3 separate regions of the Bicyclus anynana genome follow, and regions 1 and 3 are each linked to region 2. Evidence: chromatin contacts called from public Hi-C data. All regions are on one chromosome and are shown on one strand. Each heading gives the region's core, a stretch centred on a gene start, on an enhancer-like site or on the middle of the called end of the contact. The rest is flanking DNA. Distances are from core to core; before and after follow the strand shown.

What was found. Hi-C and Micro-C count contacts between places; a contact is called where the count stands out from the background.
Region 1: a contact with region 2 is called in a Hi-C map of whole larva, with 6 times the contacts expected there. The contact joins two enhancer-like sites. A contact is called at or near these places in 2 of 2 Hi-C or Micro-C datasets (whole body and whole larva).
Region 3: a contact with region 2 is called in a Hi-C map of whole larva, with 2.3 times the contacts expected there. The contact joins two enhancer-like sites. A contact is called at or near these places in 2 of 2 Hi-C or Micro-C datasets (whole body and whole larva).

The regions. Positions count from the first base shown.
Region 1 is chr1:7,910,346-7,914,751 of ilBicAnyn1.1, reverse strand. LOC112055723 reads left to right here. Exons shown (of 1, transcript XM_024095912.2): 1 at 1-634. Among protein-coding and RNA genes, the nearest start is that of LOC112055723, 6.1 kb to the left of the region's middle. Within about 2 kb of position 1,826, at least 7 of the 8 cell types and tissues checked have open chromatin away from gene starts, as enhancers often do.
Region 2 is chr1:7,828,185-7,832,255 of ilBicAnyn1.1, reverse strand. No RefSeq gene overlaps it. Among protein-coding and RNA genes, the nearest start is that of LOC112052887, 64 kb to the left of the region's middle. Within about 2 kb of position 1,600, at least 8 of the 8 cell types and tissues checked have open chromatin away from gene starts, as enhancers often do.
Region 3 is chr1:7,700,493-7,704,764 of ilBicAnyn1.1, reverse strand. LOC112052882 reads left to right here. Exons shown (of 6, transcript XM_024092119.2): 3 at 1,311-1,536; 4 at 1,868-4,272. The coding sequence starts at 1,356. Among protein-coding and RNA genes, the nearest start is that of LOC112052882, 28 kb to the left of the region's middle. Within about 2 kb of position 1,379, at least 8 of the 8 cell types and tissues checked have open chromatin away from gene starts, as enhancers often do.

The DNA of each region.
Region 1 (4,406 bases), core at 577-3,076, 82 kb before region 2:
CAAAAGTGGTCGCTCCCATCTATCTATATCGTTATGTGGGCCCCATATTAAAGAACGCACAATGTGTCATTACTCAAAGACGTGCACGCACATCATGACTTAGTATGCAACAAGCGCATGCTGTGACTTAAAACATATTTTACTGTGTTTTTCTTGTTTAATCAAGGGATTAAACAAGAAAATCCCTTGTTTAATCCCAACAAACAATTAAACAATTGTTTAATTGTTTGTTGTTTAATTCTGTGTCTTAATTATGTCACAGAGACACACATAATTAAGGAATTATGTGTGTCTCTGTGATCATTTTGGAAGCATTTGCGAAACCAGTGACAATTCGGCGACGCTTCGGAGCCCATCTAACGATCTACGATCGATGGTCGCGCGACGCGGTCTCGGGCTTTGTTTAGTGCTCCATATAAACTCATACTAAGCAGTTGGTCGCGCGGTCGCCAAGAATGGAAGACTACCTTCGGAGATCTAATACTGCAGTGGTTGAAGAGTCACATTGTGATATTGATTTATTATTTAATTATTTTGTTTTTAACAAGCTTATTTCAAAAATAGTTTAAGTTAGTAATATGTATGTACGCTACATTTTAAAATGTACAAATATATTTGAAATCTTAAATGTGAAGAGCTTTTTTTTTGTCAAACCATATAGCTAGGTACATTTACAGTCTAGTTATTATCATGATGTCAAGTGCTTCGCCATAGTGCAGGCGCTACAGGAAGGCGAGTGTCATCATCATCATTATCAACCCATATTCGGCTCACTGATGAGCTCGAGTCTCCTCTCAGAATGAGAGGGATTAGGCAAATAGTCATAGCTGGGCATTAACTCGTTAATCCGTTAATCGTTAATTAACGAAGTTAACATTTTGATTAACGGATTAACTTTTAAGTTAACTTTTAAAAATGTTAACGGACCCGTTAACTTCCGTTAATGTGCAGAAGTCCGTTAATCGTTAATCCAATGCTTACTATTTACCGCGCGACGTGATTAACAGGTTTAGACAAGTAAGAAATTATGAAAGATTTTTTTTCAAAGAAATCAACAAATTACTATATTTATGTTAAAATTATAGAAAAAATCAACTAAAAACAAATTATGTCACTTTTCCCCAGTGCTCACCTTTATTTTTGCAATGGGGATCTCACACAATGATATAAAAATGCAATATTAACCAGTCATATTAACGGATTAACGATTAACGTTAACTTGCGTTAATTCTTCCGACATGTAACGCTTTAACGTTTAACGAAGCTAACCGTTTTTGTAGCGGACTAACGATTAACGAAGTTAACTATTTGATTAACGGTGCCCAGCTATGCAAATAGTCCACGCTGGTCCAATGGGATAAGCAGACTTCACACACGCAGAGAATTAAAAAAAATCTCTGGTTTCCTCACGATGCTTTTTCTTCACCGTTTGAGACACGTGATATTTAATTTGACACACAATTGAAAACTTGGAGGTGCCCCGGACAGGATTCGAACCCTTACCCTCCGTATTCGGCGGCAGAGGTCTTGTCCACTGGGCTATCGTGGCTCAAAGATGATAAGTGTGCAATGTGCTATGAGGACCACATATAAAGGCTATGCAGCCTAAACCCTGTAAATTGGTTGATTTGTAAAAATAAATTTAAAGAAAATAACTATTTAATATTAAGCTTTATTTATCTTACCTTGTAATATTATGTTTTCCTGTGATGTAGATTGTTTGTAGAGTAGATGTTAACCATCAGCTGAGAATAGGGTACAGAGCCATCTATTGTGATTACCGTGAACTAGGTTGCCTGATTCGTGTGTACTGCGCTGACTGTGGAGTCGTTTTATGGTATCTGCTGAAACTTGTCACTGATTTTATTGTACAAAAAGGTTTTTTATTGAGATGGTAGATGTCACTAGTTGTAACCATTTTGACCAAATTAGAAAATTTCTTTTCATATTCATATCATTTTTGACCACTTATACTAATGCCAGGTTTTTTACACACGTAGATTAATATCTACTTTCTATAGGTATGTACCTAATAAAGCCAAATACGATGTGGAATGTTTATCAACAAACCTCAACACAACAAACACAAACAAACAAATTAAAATTTAAAATTTATGGTAGGTAGGTACCTATAAATTGCTACCTAGTGTTTTTACACCTAATAATAATTTTAATTAACTTGTTCCTAAATTAATGATCGAACAATTAGATTTAACTACAAATTTTAGCACACTCAGGAGTGATTACAAAAATAAGAAAACTAATGTCGAGCAAAGAGATCCTAGAATGGCAGAGAATGACCTTGAGTGAAGTCACGCACTTGTTAACGTTGTGTGTAGGGTTAAAGGCGCCTTTGACTGTTAACAAACACTGCCCTTTTCTACTCAATTTGGTTGTCTCCCACAACAAAGAATGACACAACAAGAGATGTGGACGGCTCGAACGCCACGAGCACACTGAAGCCGTCCGTACCGCAAGTCGTTGCAACGCGGCGATAACACAAACTATTCATACTAAGTTTAATATTTTTTTTATTAATTAAGTATGTAAGTACGAAATGGCAGGCGTTTTCAACCCTCAGTTTAATTTAAACATCGATTTAGGCTTTAGTAGGTAAGGAAGTATAGACTGGCAATAAATACTAGATAGTAGGTATAGGCATATTGGATCGATCGACTCAAATCCTCAAAGGTTTTGTATTGTTCTAGTTGATGAATAATTCTGATTGACCTAACAGAGACAATAAATTAAATTGACTTCGAGATTACTAGTTACTTACCTGCCTAGACCTACATACTAGCTACTTACCTCGCTAGACAAACTTTGTGCTTTGTATGGGTAAAGATTACCACGCAATTTTTACGTTTAGGTGCGTTTAGTTCCGAATGTCTGAGTACAATATCACTCGTGTGTCCATCTGTCACAGTCTATTTTCTGGGAATCTATAGGTAAGGAACTAACCAACCAACCAAACTACATACCTACCTACTTATGTTTTCTGTGTCCAAACGCAAACGCAAAGGTATGACGTGAATAGACGAACTCACACGACAATGCGTACGGCAATTATTTTTTTATTGTCCATCTTGCCCCCTCGGGTAGGTAAGCTAGATTTTTAGAGACTTCAAAAATTATAAAAGGAGTCGATTTTACCTTATCTAAAGGTACCTAATCCAGATTTTAACCAATTCCATTCTAGGCAGGTATTTATATAAATTATTGTACCTACATTGGTGCGGGTTTATAATATTGCCTACCTAGGTAGGTGTAGGTAATTAAGATAATCCTGAAGGATTTAGTGACCACATTTCATTCTTTGTGTCATCCATCACACTCCAGGTATTCACTCATTACTTGCGACGACCTTGGGCACATGGCATTACAACCAACCCTGCCTATAGTTATATCTCTGCACGTACCTAAGTACCTACTTAAGTATTAAAAATATAATCTAGTTACATTATAAATGTCCATAGCCTAGTTTTATAATTTCAGTTCACTTGTAAAACTTAAAAATGTAGGAACAATGCACCGCATGACCTAGCTCAGGAAACTGCGAACTTAACACAGAAAATAAATTTAGTCAAGCCTATATTACGTAAGTAGCAGAATAAGTTGAATAAAAAACCATCTAGAATCTACATTATTAGGTAGGTATCTATTTTAAACCTTCAACAAAAATAAAAAAAAATGACAAAATTTTATTGAACAAAAATAATCTAACATAAATAGTTCCCGGTCAGTCGATCAGGCTCATCACTGAGAGATTATAAGTTCGATTCTTGCCCGTTGTGACTATTGTCGTACCCACTACTAAATCCTAACACAGTTTTCGACTAATTGGAGGGGAAAAAAAGGAACCGACGTTCTACGCATGATCCGCGTTTTGCCCGAATACTCAACCCAATTAAAAATATTGTAGGCAACATTACTATCAGATACGGGTAGGTACATAATATACCAACATAACCATATCGAGCCAACCTTGTCGGATCGAAAGAAACGAAGAGGTAATCGAGCTTTTTTCAATTTGTGACGGTTCAGTTCGTGCCTGCGATACATTTGGAGCTGAATGGTGGCCTCCCCAATGTCTTTAGCCTTGGCAGCGGGTAATCGAAACTACTATACTATATATTATTAGTGTTAATGTATCTATATAAATAAAATTGAAGCGTAAGGAAGTTATGGAGAACCAAATAGGCCAAAATAATAGAACCAAAATGACCAATTGAAAATCAGGCGCGACTAGAAATTCGACCGTAGACCGTGGATTTTAGAAGTAATAGAATAACGATAACTTCTACTATCATACTCCCGGACACCGGATGGCGAAGCGATGGGTCCCATGCACTATATTCGTGCGCATCTCGTTCAACTCTTCGCCTTAAATATAGACAATTAAAAAA
Region 2 (4,071 bases), core at 351-2,850:
CTATCTACGATCTGATGAATGTGATAATAAAATAGCAAGTTAATAAAGAGTATACTTAAACCCATACAACATTTTTGCGGTAAAAAAATATGGTTGAGGCATAGGATCCTTTATGATAAATTAAAACATATTGATGTCAAACAAGATCGGTTGACTTTAACCTCCGAAGGACTCACGTTGGCGAATAACCCAGCAGGTTTACACTAGCGTAGGCATTTGTAGAACGAATTCATGCTTTGGGATCACACAGCGTTTTATTAATGACAGTGGTGCGTTTGCTATGCTCTAACCACTTAATCTTAAAAAGATTTTTAAGATTAAGTTACACATATATTAACGTCATGGGACCGTGGCATACTTTTTTTAATGACTTGTTCTCCTGATGCCTACGCTGAATAAACTAGAATTCAGAAAAATATCTTTGTCAAACCCACATAAAGCTAGTTAAAACAGATTTGTTTCGTAGTAGGTAGGGAAGGTAAGTCATAGGTTTATAGACACTGTTGTAAGTAAAACATGAAAATAGTTTTTAACGTACTTAGCTTATACCTTTAATTATTGTACATATCATTTATTATATATTTTAATGATGAAATTGTTTAAAAATCTTGAAAATTAAGTTTTGGTTTTATTTTTTCCTCCAAATGCATCCTTAGAACACATCGCCATCTTGTAAAGAATATTCAAAACCGCAATGAAATCGTTCTGGATACAAACTTTGGATCCAGAACTAGGATAGGTTTGGTAAACATCAATCGCTTTCTCAGCGCTATAATCCGAAAACAGTTAATTTTACAGAAAATCTGTAAGAGACAATATTTGTAGACAATTTTATGAGGAATAAATTTTATAATGACCTCTATTGACCTCTAATCGCGAAATATTTGCGAAAACTTAATTTTCGTGACCTCTTGACGTTTGTAACTTTTTTAGCCGACACGATTTTGATGTCGTGTCGTTTTCATATCTTTATAATAACACCGTAATAAAGGTATACCTATACAAAAATTCAGCTCAGTAGGAATTGTTTCCCAGATAGGAGTTAACAATGCCTAAAATTGCTGGATTAGGAGCACAATTTTCAGGAAAAGCCGCTCCGGATAAAATGACATCAGCTGAATTAATAAATTATTATCAGAAAAAAATATTTTTAGATTACGTACCTACCAATACAAATACCATGCAAAGCTCTATCACCCAGGTAGGTAGCTCTGTCACCTACCTACTTACTTTTACTAAACTACTAGGTACTAACTAAATTCGAAGTTGAGTTGTCTTTTGTGACCTTGTGGTTTATGAAGGCAAACAAATTGAAACTAATTTTATGTCTCGTCAAAATAATTCAAGGAATGTTTATAGGCATTTGTTAAGAAAATCTTAATATTATTTATTTGGAATTTAGTAGTAGTAATAACAATACAATGCACTCCTTTCTTAGAATAAGATTTATATAATAAACTAACTACACTCCTAGCGGCATCTATGGAGAGCTCGAGGAACGACTATGGCATGCATACTTTTACGGAACAAGCAGGAGTTTATGAACCTAGTACAGTCAAAGTATGCTAGATGTCACTACTGGTACTTTTTAGTGCTGGTTACTTAAAAAAAAAACACGATTTTTTCTCTCATCTAAATCTCAACATTGCTTTGTTCTCAGCTATACGTGTATAGCTAATCAATAAAGAATAACTTAATATTAAGTGATTGATCCTTCGTTGATCCAGTGGTGTTACTCTTTAACGTTACGATTTGGCTGAAATTTGAAATGGAAATGGATTTTACTCTGGATTAACACATAGGCTACTTTTCATCCCGGAAAATCCATGGTTCTCGAGGGAATTGTAAAAAAATAAATATCACGCGGACGAAGTCGCGGGCGCCCGCTAGTAATAAATAAATTTAAATTTAATATTTTTTGTTGCTATTTAGCATTTCAGGCTGCATAATATTTTGATATAAATAATCCACGACGTAAATAAATAAGGATTTAATGTTTCCCCTTTCATACCCAAAATAACAAGGAAATGCTTTTACGAGTCCCCAACACTGGCAGCTCTAACAATGAATTGTCATCTTGGGACTTATAACTTCAAGGGTAGGGAAATTTAATATTTACCCTACCTTCAAAACCTTCAAGTTTATTTTACACTGTAATAAACGGAAAACTTTTGTTATTCACAAACAACGTTATTAAAAATCTGTTCAAGTTATTTAAACGTCCTTTCTTACTTTCTTCGAAGAAATTTTCAGTTAAAATTCTCGGAGTTGGGAAGTTGGTGTTACACTCTCGTGCCTCGGAGAGCACGTTACCGTCGGTCCAGGTGATAGATTTTTACTATTAGATATGTCACTAGCTCGTTGAAACTGACATCTATGGAGATATATGTATATATGGAGATGAGACGAACAAATGTTGCTAATTGTCTTAATCACAAACAACGCGTTAAGATACGGAACCCTAGAAATACATCAGACGCGTTAAGATAAAAGATTATTTTATAAATTACAAAATTTTTCAAACTACAAAATCGTGTTACATGCTTATTTTCTATCTAGGCGTAATGACGCATGACGGGAAACTACGTCGATCCTGCGTGCCTCCAGGATATCAATCAAGGAGTGCCACGCTTGTGCGACGTACAAAAACCGTGCGTAATTGCTGCTATTATTAGAGCGTTAAATATAAATCTCTGTGTACGTGTATGGGTAAATGATTGGTTCGTTTTACTTGACCATAAACAACGATAAATCGAGAGCAATTTTTTTTTTGTACAAAAATTAAGCGTGTTATTGAATTTTTTTTCTTGTTAAATCTATTTTTATACATTCAAAATTTATAAAATACCATCATGATCATTGTCAACTGGACGCATTGCTGGACATAAGCATTTTTCTTCTAAGGACTTCCAAACACAGTCTTTAGCCATATGCACGCAGCCGCTCCCCGCTTGTAAAATTAAAATAATAATGTCAGTAAAAAAATAAGTCAATGGAGTTTGTAACGAATTACAGATGCACTAAAATAAGTAAAGTATAGTTTATTTTTAAACATAGTCAGGTATCCCTAGAACATTTTGTACACCTGATTACTAACAAGCTAAATTTTTCGTGAGTAGCTTCATCTCGATGAAACGATCAACTTTTTTATTTACGAAAAATCTTGATTCTGGTAGCTATCCCTGACTATATCTACGGCGAAGCTTTTTCTGACAGCTCGTCTGAATAAGTTATAACGTCATGTTTATTTGTGCCGCCACATAAGCAGAATTGCTGTCTTCCTGCCTGAAAGGCATGGTTGTCGGAGTATTAGTAATTACAGGTACATGCTTAAAAGACCTTACAGGTACAGGGCAAACATGAAGTGCGATAAAATTGGCTTCCCCAGCAGACTTATTTTATTTCTTTCAACTAGTTTTGTATTTTACCAAACTAGGCTCCAATAACTATACTAATCTACCTAAATATAATATTCAAAAAAAAGTATTTTTGGTGTATGCAAAGGGCGGTAAAAATGGCAGGATCGGCTTCTGAGACCTCGCATCTCCTGTGAAGTATTATTATGTTTATAGGCAATGGTTTTCCACCTACATACCTTAGGACGACCTGCTAGATCCGTTTTAATTTAATTATTAAGTACTTTAACATGGATACATTTTGAAGTTTATAATTAAATCTGCGCATCATTCTACGATTGCCATCCGTATGATACATCCGATGTGACATCCATAAAAGTAATAAGAGGAAACGCTCTTCCGCAGGACACAATGGGTGGCAAACAATAAAATTGGAGACGAATTCTAAAATGTTATAGCACAGACACTTACAAGCGAAAATTTGTAATACATATTTAAAAATGATGTCTTAAAATTCAAAATGAAAAATTAAAATAAAACATTCTTGTGAACTACGGAACCCTAAAAAGGAACCTAGATGGCATGACCATTAAAATTTAATCCTATTTTAATAATAGGTAGGCTTTTTAGATATCATGACCAATAGCACAGAAAAGATATTACAACTTGTAATATCTTTACTGTGCCAATAGTCTCTTCCTTTTATTAAACTTTT
Region 3 (4,272 bases), core at 130-2,629, 130 kb after region 2:
ACTTTTTCATACAAAATCTAGCGTACTTATCGTAGTATATCGATGCGTCAAGGGCTCCCATTTCGGGGCATATAAAACAGCTTACGAATCCTGTGATTATACACCATCTATGTCTATCTATCTGTGTTATTAATCTGTGGTACCTTCCTTAAAAAGGAATCAGATAAATACTCGTACGAGGTAGGTAGGTATAGGTGGTTCAATCTAGTTCATTTTTATAATGTAACTGACTCATATTAGCTCGTAGCTAGTAATTAGATCGGATGTTTTTATACATTTTGTAATTAGCTACCGAAACAGTGAAAAATACTATTTCCATAATAAAACATCGCGTGTAAACAAAACACGAACGCGCTTTACTCGTACGAATATATGCGTGCTAAACATTGCATAATTTGCAGAGTCGATGACTGCTTTTGCATTGTTACATGCGTTACGAAATATGCAAGAAGTAACATCTTCATGAAGCTCGTAATAGTATGAAATAGATCACACTACCTCACAGTTATTCATTGTAGACTTATTGAACAGATGCGCAACTCGCAGTGAAATCGGAAGTTGCTAGATAGCCCTACCGCTCTTACAAAATAAAATGTTCTAAAAATGTCCTTTACATTGCGGACTATGACTTCAATAGACTCCTTTCAATCAACACAATCAACGTCTACACAATGTCTCTTATTTTGTGTGTGAACGTCAGAGCTAAATATAAATCAGCAAACGCTCGTGACTCCGCGTAAAATTCTGTTTTTCACAAATCCCGCAGGAACCATAGTTTTTTCCGTGAGCAAAATGTATGTTTTAATCTAGCTTTAGCTATCTATCGTTCAAATCGGCCAAATCAATTCAGTACACACAAACTTTCACCTCTATAATATTAAGTAAGCCTCAATAGCTCAGTGTTTAAGGAGCCGAATTTATCACCGAGAGCTAATGGTCGATCCTCGCCCGCTGGACTATTGTCAGACCCACTCCTAACAGTCATTTCCCGACTAATTGGACAGTCTCACTGACTGTAGACTATGCCAGTCCACTCCCTTATATTTCGCAACCAGGACTTCTTCCTTCTTCCTACTCCTCTTTTGCCTGCAATCTCTCAATATAATTATAAAGATAAAGAAGATTATCAGCATCATCATAATATCAGCAGATTGGCATCCACTGCAGGACATAGGCCTTGTAGAGACTTCCAAACATCACGATCCTGTGCCGCATGCATCCAGCGAATCCCTGTGACTATACGGGGTCGCCAACGTCCTTCGGCCATAAAGAAGACAATAAGTAAAACATTGGGAAAATTGTGTCCACAGAGCAGGGTGCGTAGTGCGCGCGCGATGGATGCGTGATCGGTCATCATGCGCCTCTTCCGCGGGCCGAAGCGCAGGGAAGTGACCGGGCCGCAGCCGCACCCGCAGCCGCACCCGCAGGCCGCGACGTCTCCGCGCGGAGACCTCGCCCCGCACCCCCCGCACTACACGCTCGTCACCGCGCTGCCCGCCATGGTCATGGAGGACGACGTCAACGACATGAAAAAAGGTAAACGTCACTATAGTCCCCCACATACACTCAATAATATTGTCAATACAGGCCTAGAGATGTACCACGAAAGTCAGTACAATTTTGTTTCATTACATATTAAGACTTAAGCAACCTGCTCAATTACAATGATATCATACATGTATATATGATAATCAACATAATGGAAGACAATAAACATCATTGTAGTAAGCAATTGTAGCAAAATTTAGCAAGTTTAACGTTTAAATGATTTTGTTTTATCGATTTAAACTTTAGACAAATTGAATTTCATACATCCATGGTTGGATCCAAAATATTGATATTGAAATATATCTGTTTATCGTTTCAGTGTTTGCTACGTGGGGTCGTCGCATGGGAAAAAAACTAGATATGTTGAAAAGAACAGAGACAAAAGAATCGCCCGAAGAAACAAACAAAAACGAAAATATTAACGACGATTCTTCGATAGTAATTACCGGACAGTATAAAAAGAAACAGAATTGGAAAATGGGAAGAAGCAGCTCCGATTCAATGTCCTTAAAAAAGGATAACGATAGTGATTCCATTAGAAGTGGATCAAGAGATAGATCTCCGAGCCCTTTTAAGACTTTTTTTCATAGAATGGGTTCTACTGGAATGCTGAATTCCTCTAAAACTCAGTCTCTACATACACCAAAATCACCTGATAAATATCCGTTGCCAAACGGACAATCTCTTTATCGCAGTTGTTCTACGTCACACTTATCGACTTACGTTAAAGCGGATGATCCATCTGATGATATTGATTTGCAAAATACTACCACGGAAAACAAAATATCTCCTTCTAAACAAAAACATTCTAACATTTTACCAGATGAAAACTTATTGAATACACCAACGAAAGCTGTAAGTTGTGATAACATACCAAACAAATTAGATGGACAGCAAAATACAGGAACTTGTAAAAAGCCAAATTTTCCTTACGCCTTCTTGCGATCTAAATTATCGGTTTTACCCGAAGAAAATAGTATGGCATCCCAGCATAGATCTGTATCAGTACGACAAAGTTTTTCAGAAAGAATAGATCGAAGATCTCCCAAATTTCGAAGAGAACGAATGTACTTACCTAATTCTCGATCTGAAGAGCGATACCAAAGCAGTGATAATATATCCGTCCACGAAGAAAATATACTTATGAGTGCGAGTTTAAGAAATAATTGTGATTTCACGAGAAGTTCAATGAGAAGCGTAAACGACCCCGATCTAAGTGTTTACAATTCTCGTTGTCTTGACGATGTGCCTCGTAGATCATCAATGATATCGCAAAAAGCGCCATTTGATTACGACCCAATGTTGTTACCCCGAAATAGGAATAGTTTACCAGTCTATGAATACAATTCAGTTCTGGGATCTGCACAGGATCTAAAAACTGAACTTGCATCTTCCAATCAAAGTATACATCTAGAAGTGCTACAAGCACATAGGCTAAGCAACTACGTTAGCTCTAATGAGTCTGGGTATGATAGCGATGGCAGACCGACGGATGAGCATAGTAATCATTCACCCCCAGGATATTCTTGTAATTCACAAGGTTTATGCAACAATAATGGAGAAACCAATCATAGTAATTTTCTACGGCAATTGAGTCTTAATCATAAAATAAATGTGAGTAGAGTTCATGTACCCGTTAGAAGAAGCTCTACCCCATGCGCTCTCTTTCCAGTTGAAAAAAATACATCCTATCAGTACGACAATCATAATGGGGATACAAATAAATATAAAAACAACGACACGAATCATCTAATCATGATAGACTATAATGACGCAAAACCTCCGCCATTGCCAAAGAAAACCATCAATAAAAAGACACCATATATTTACAAAACTATAACTTTAGACGAACGTGTACAAACGAGAAAAATAAAATTATTACAGTCACAATTAGTTCCCGTAGATCACTCATCGACGCCAAATCTCAGTGAAAATTTCATTAGTTCTTCGGATGAAGTAGTAGATACGCAACAAGTTCAGGAAACCGATCTACTCGGTAGAGGACCGTGTACAAAACGGTTTCGAAAAATAAGGTTATTGAAATCAAGACTAGACGAAAGCCTGGGAGTATACTTAACACAACATAGAGTGGACTTTGATAGTGGAGGAAACAACTATGAAATCCGATATATTGTAGTAAAACTAGATTTTGATGGTATAGCTCATAGAGATGGAAGACTTCGGATAGGAGACGAAATAGTTAATGTGAATGGAAAAGTTTTGCGAGGACTATCTTCTCTTAGAGATGTACAGCATATAGTTAATTCTTGTTCTACGGAAGCAACTATCGAAGATGGCGCATTATTTCGTCGATATCAAGTTGATCTAGTAATGGCGCATGACGAAATTTCTCCAATTACATTGAGTCGAATCATCAATAACCAACATTACGAAGCAAACTCCATGCATTCCATGTCTAGCATACCACCTGACATAATACCGCAAACGGCGCACAAACCATCCCCAAGCCAAATTGTAATTGAAACTCATTTTCCAAGTGAAGATCAACATGGTCGTAATTCAAATAACACAAAATTGCATTCCAATAATAAAACTAATACAAATGACAAAAAATGTGAAGTCGGAGTTCAGGTGAACAATAGTCTATTGTTATCAAATCAAAAAAGTGACGACGAAAAATTACTAGAGCGAAACTGCTATACGCAATCTCATTCATCTCTACAAAATATCACAAATATAGAGATTTCAATGAGATCGTCTCCA